Regions from separate parts of the Zea mays genome. Here region 1 is linked to region 2. A link is a contact called in public Hi-C data. All regions are on one chromosome and are shown on one strand. The core of a region is the stretch at or near the end of the contact, and the rest is flanking DNA. Distances in the headings are between cores, read along the strand shown. Region 1 holds the start of LOC542179 (U1 snRNP). Region 2 has its middle 34 kb from the start of LOC100216995.

Region 1 (2,700 bases), core at 146-2,645, 230 kb after region 2:
CTTGCCATCAAATTCTCATCAGTAAGGACTAAGGAATGTGCCAAACTGCCAATAATTTCAGGCAAAATTACTTACAAGTCTAGCAACAAAGAGTGTTTTGTATGGATCTCCAGTAGCATTGGGGTCACTTTGTGGGTCATCTGCATAAAACCAAATCAGAACAATGATGTTATTACAACCATAACTTTAAAATAATTGGGGTGACACCATGCCCTAAGGACGTACACTTCTGAAGCTCTTCAGCAACCTTAGCTGCGCCTTGCTCGAGCTTATTATTGCGAATTCTAGCCTTCTTCTCTGCCTGCATATATAGAGCATATATATAATAATCAGGTGCAGGATAAAATAAAATAGTAAAGGGTAGAACAATGCTAAGATATGCCCCAAAATTGAGTAAGATATGATCCAATGCATTATTAAGAGAGAGAGAATTTGTGCAGTTCAAGAATGATTTAGGCCCATGTGATCTCAGCAGAAAGAAATGTGACAATGCCTTCACACAGTTGAATGCATGATATCATCTCAAAACATTGAAAATCCAGAACATAGTCAAACCATGCATGCTTTTGTAGCAGAAGCAACTACTAAAGTTGACCAGAAATGCCCAAAATATCATGCGCTCAGTAGATATCGTGTGCTACAAGCAGGTTTCGGAAGCTACTGTTCTAACAATATGTAATTCTTTACGAAAAATACTTGGCACACCATCCAGTTGCACACTAGCACTGTGGTGTAATTCGACTACCTCAGAAACCAAGTCACAAAGTCTGATTAGAGAACGTTGTACAGATATGATAGCAGGCAAACCTATGACACTCAGCATATAGACAAAAACATACCCTGGTCTCACACTTGGGTACTGGCGGAGCATACTCTGGATCCTCGGGCTCAGCAAAGTGCGACACAAATTGTGCCATCCCTGCATCCAAATCAGTAGCCACACCAAACAATCGGTGAGCAAACCCTTGAAAACATCTACTAGACAATCCCAAAATCCGTCGACTCACCGGTGTAGGCCGGCAATTTGCGCTTCTCCAGCGGGGGCTTGTACTCGAGCGGTGGACGCGGTTCGAAGAGCTTAAGCAGGTTGGGCGTGAGCCCCGTCGGGTGGATCTGCCCCATCTGCGAGCGAGGTGAAACCAAACCACGGATCAGAGACGAATCAGGCAGCTAGGGTTAGGGTTTAGCAGGGGAGACGAGGGGATCGGTGGCTTACGAGCTTGAGCTGCTGGACGTTAGGGCGCTGGCCCTGGCCCCTGGGGCGGGAGTCCGGGTTGCCCCGCATCTGCCCCCCGCCGTGGCCATAGTCACCCATCGTCGACGCCGGCGAAGGAGGAGGCGGCGGCTGGAGAGGTGCGAAGCGAGGTGGGGAGAGATGTGTCTCCCCCCTGTAGTCTTTGTTGCGGTCGAGGCGGCCCAGCAACGAACGCACGGGACTAGGTCAAGACCGTGAAGTGGCCCACGCGGCAGGGTCCCGACACAACGGACACGAAACGGATGGTTGTTTGGACGTCTGCTCCCTGACTTGTTTTCGGTGCCGCGCTTGCCCGAGTTTCATTGCTAGATTAGATAGTTTTGGCTAGCCATATATGTGGCAATCTATGAGGCATGTTTGGTTCAGCTTTTTTCTGACCAACTTGAAAATCTGGCTATGGGGAGAATGTGGCTGTGGGAAGTATCTGAGTATCATTACGATTACGTGTGGAGAAAGATAAAGTTGTTCATAGGGCTCAGGATCTAGAAAGTGACGGATTCCTACTATTACAACGACTCAACCGATTATGTGTTTAGGTTGATTTTAGATGGTTTTTGCCCCAACGAATTCTATAGAAGCTGGCTGAAAAGCTGAGCGTTTGGCAGTCCGCAATAGCTTTTGGTGGCCAGAAGCTGCCAGAAGCCGAAACAAATAGGGGCATGCTAAGATCTTTCTCCTATTATACTGGTTTCATTCGTAAATGGTTTATAAAAGTGTGGTAAAATTTTCTTACACATGATAATTTGTAGTGGAGAATTTTAGCGTCCAGAAGTTTCCAGTCTCTACTACTCTATAAGGACTGAGCGTGGACATCCACACTGAGTACACCATGCCCCCGCCTCCGTGGCTACCGCGCTCCCCACCCACACATAGGTCCGTGACCGCCACGCTCCCACCACCCAGATGCGCACGCTACCCCCCACCCCCACACGTCGTCGTCGCGCAAGTGTCCTTCTACCCGGCACTCATCGCGGTGCCGCGCGATGGAAGACCTCGACGTGCTTATGGGCTTGAGGCCGCCTGTCGTGAAAGACCCCGCCTCGCTGTCGCCAATGAACTCGAGGCCGCCTGGCGTCTCCTTTGAGCTTGTCCTACTCGGCGATGGTACAACTCCCTCCTCCCTTTTGATCCCCAACCTAAGCCTTTTCTGAAAGGGAAATGAGATTAATCATTTCCCATAATTGATTTTGGTGTTTGATGTCCATCACAAACCACGTGGACTAACTAGTTTGCCTAATTGTTATTTATCTCAGGTGCTTAAAAATCAACACAAACCAACAAAGAAAATAAGTTATGAACTCAACAAAGTTTAGAGCAAAGACAAGCATTAGTGCTGATAGTGGCGCACCGGACACTGTCCGGTGCCCAGGCCAAGGCACTCGCGAACTGGCCGCTCTCGGGATTCTTTGGGAGTTGCTCCGCTATAATTCACCGGACTGTCCGGT
Region 2 (2,700 bases), core at 79-2,578:
TATTATTCTGGTCTGCTGTGATGCCGACCTGAGTCCGAAGATACCTGTTCACACATTATGCTCCAGAAATACTGTTAAATCCTGTTTTTGAGGACCTTCGGATGCCGAAGGTCCCCAACACTAGCCTCCTGGGACTAGTAATTGTATCACATTTGAGTCTAAAAGGATCGGGACGCTTCACGGCGCCAGGCGGCGAGGGCAGCGAGAGCGTAGGCCTGCCCCCGGCTGTGGCATCAGCGGCAGCGCCAACGACGTCGTCAAGCTCCATGTTCTTGTATGGCTCCTTGCACCCGGGGCAGATGGCACCAGCGTTCTTGACGGCGTCGGCGAAGCACTCGGCGCAGATTTTGAAGTCGCACTCATAGGGGAGGATGTCGTCAACACGCTCGTCGCTCATGACATTGGCGTCGCAGCCGTTGACGGCGCAGGAGGAGCCCCTGGCCCCCGCCATCTGTGGGCGGCTGGCCTCTGAGTCGATGACCTTGTCCATGAGGTGCGCGCGCGTGATACTGTTGAAGCCGCCCGTGAAGAGGGAGTTGGAGACGTACTGCTCCTCCACGCGGGCGGAGATGGCCGGGTCCATGGGCTGGTTGTCGGGCGTGGCCGGGATTTGGACGTGGTAGCTGGCGAACTGCTCGTCGCGGTCGGGGGACATGTCGATGCCGGCAGCGCCGCGCTCGCTGTCGAGGTCGTCGCGGGCGGGAGGAGACATTCACGACGAGGACTCACTTGATTGACGGGTGACGGAGGCAGAACCACGACGCACGGTATGAATGCCTACACACCGTGTTTATAGAGTAGTAGAGATTTAAGTTGGACGAGCGCCTGCTTGACGATGCCGTAGTCGTAGGCGTCAGGGGCTCATGGCACGTGCTTTCGTAGTAGTTCTAGCACAACTCCGCAGTTACTCCGAATGAGTAGGAGATGAAGCTATTTGTAGTCGGCGGCAAACTCAAACGAGACACCAGAACGCAGGCAGGGGCGCCACGCGTCCCTGATCTATTGGCGCATCCATCCAATCGAAGTACTGTTGCTCGCATGATTGGTGAGAAGAACAGGTCAAAATGTTTCCTTTCACGGTTTACACACTCTCTCTATATATAAATAAAATAAAAGAGGAAATGCCCAATTGCATTTACGTTGTGGAGATATGTAATATTAAGTGGATAGAAGTGTTTCAACAATTGTCAAAATTGCTTGACCGCTCGATCAATCATGCATGTACGTTGATTGCTGCTCAACAGATACCAAAGTTTGCCCCCTGCAAGAGGTTCGTTTTCCATGATGGCGACGCACCGAGGCACCGACGATACCATAGGTGGGTGGACGGCATGTGCTTCATGTACCTACCAGTCAGCGCACGTATTCATTGGTGTCCTCATCGTTCGTTCTCCATCTCATCAATTCGCTATTGGTTTTTTTTATTTTTTTTGAAGTAAAGGGCTATTGGTTTTTTTATCAATGCCTATATATACGTTGATAGAGAGAGGCTACCAGATAGACAAAAATAAATTTAAAAATCAAATGGAATTATTCAAATTTTGGAAGAGCGTAAAATGGGGTTTCAGTGATGGATATAATGCCTGGTTAGACAACCATGCCTACATGATATATAGTCAAGAGTTTTTAAACCTTCTGGACTTGTTTGGTTGCACGAGGATTGAGAGACATATAATCCCGCCAAGTATCTAAATCCTATGACCAGGTGGTGAAAATTAATCACTAGGCTATAGAGCAATCGACAATGATGCTCCAATAAGGATTGATTGTTCTAGAATAATCGATATGTCCCAAATTAAGTATTGCTACGAGATTCGTGTTTGTCAAACTTTCTTAAGTTTAACTAAATTTATATAGAATGCAATTACATTATATCTCTAAATTTGTTTATTATAAAAGTGTATTTAGTGGCATATCTAGTGCTACCTATTATACACTAAATATTCAGCGACGTATCTAGTAATACCAGTTGTACACTATACATATCAATATATTCTCATATATTTGATCAAAGTTAAAAATATTTGAAAAATGAAAATGACACTTTTATGGAACTTTATAGAACGGAGGGAGTCGTGTGCAAGATAAGTAACCAATGGCTATGTCCTGTTACCTTCTGTTGGACACCTGTTTTGAGCCCTCAGGGGACTAAAACACGGAAACACAGTTAGAAGTAAAAGTCTTCGTCCATGCAATCTATTTATGAGATAGATTAAATGAAGAGTATTATTGCAATAAAAAAGCCTCCAAATAAAAGAATAGAAGTACTCTAGACAAGTTATTACTATACATTTTCTTTATTATTTGTTCTTGATTACAAATTATTACAAATATACATTCGGGGTTGAGATAACGATAGGAAGGTAAAGAAATCATAGCTTCGTAGGTAGAGCGATCCAGATCTCTCCCACCATGACCTATGTTTGTATGCCATTGTACCTCTATTTATACTATTGAGTTAGTGTACAACTTCGTATAAAATTACAGTCATGCCCTCAACCCTATACATATGAACTACAAGATCAACTAAGGATATTATCGTCTTTTCCTAAGCAAACGTGTTGATCAAGCTTCCAGGTTCTCTTCCCATTCTTCTTTGTTGATATGTTGACACACATCTTATTCAGGGAGCCAAAGTTGTTAGCTTCGCCCTTGTGCGTGTGTGCCACGTCGGAACGAAGGGTTCTAGACGACGACGCA

The links. Hi-C and Micro-C count contacts between places; a contact is called where the count stands out from the background.
Region 1: a Hi-C map of leaf shows a contact between it and region 2, with 6 times the contacts expected there. The contact joins the promoter of LOC542179 here to the enhancer-like site in region 2. A contact is called at or near these places in 3 of 25 Hi-C or Micro-C datasets (bundle sheath, ear and leaf).

What each region holds. Positions count from the first base shown.
Region 1 is chr5:42,244,711-42,247,410 of Zm-B73-REFERENCE-NAM-5.0, forward strand. LOC542179 (U1 snRNP) reads right to left here and starts at 1,396. Exons shown (of 10, transcript NM_001358412.1): 1 at 1,217-1,396; 2 at 1,008-1,122; 3 at 840-919; 4 at 226-301; 5 at 76-140. The coding sequence starts at 1,315.
Region 2 is chr5:42,014,848-42,017,547 of Zm-B73-REFERENCE-NAM-5.0, forward strand. No RefSeq gene overlaps it. Among protein-coding and RNA genes, the nearest start is that of LOC100216995, 34 kb to the right of the region's middle. Within about 2 kb of position 1,329, at least 10 of the 20 cell types and tissues checked have an H3K27ac peak or open chromatin away from gene starts, as enhancers often do. A contact at or near this core is called in bundle sheath and leaf, where this site is marked.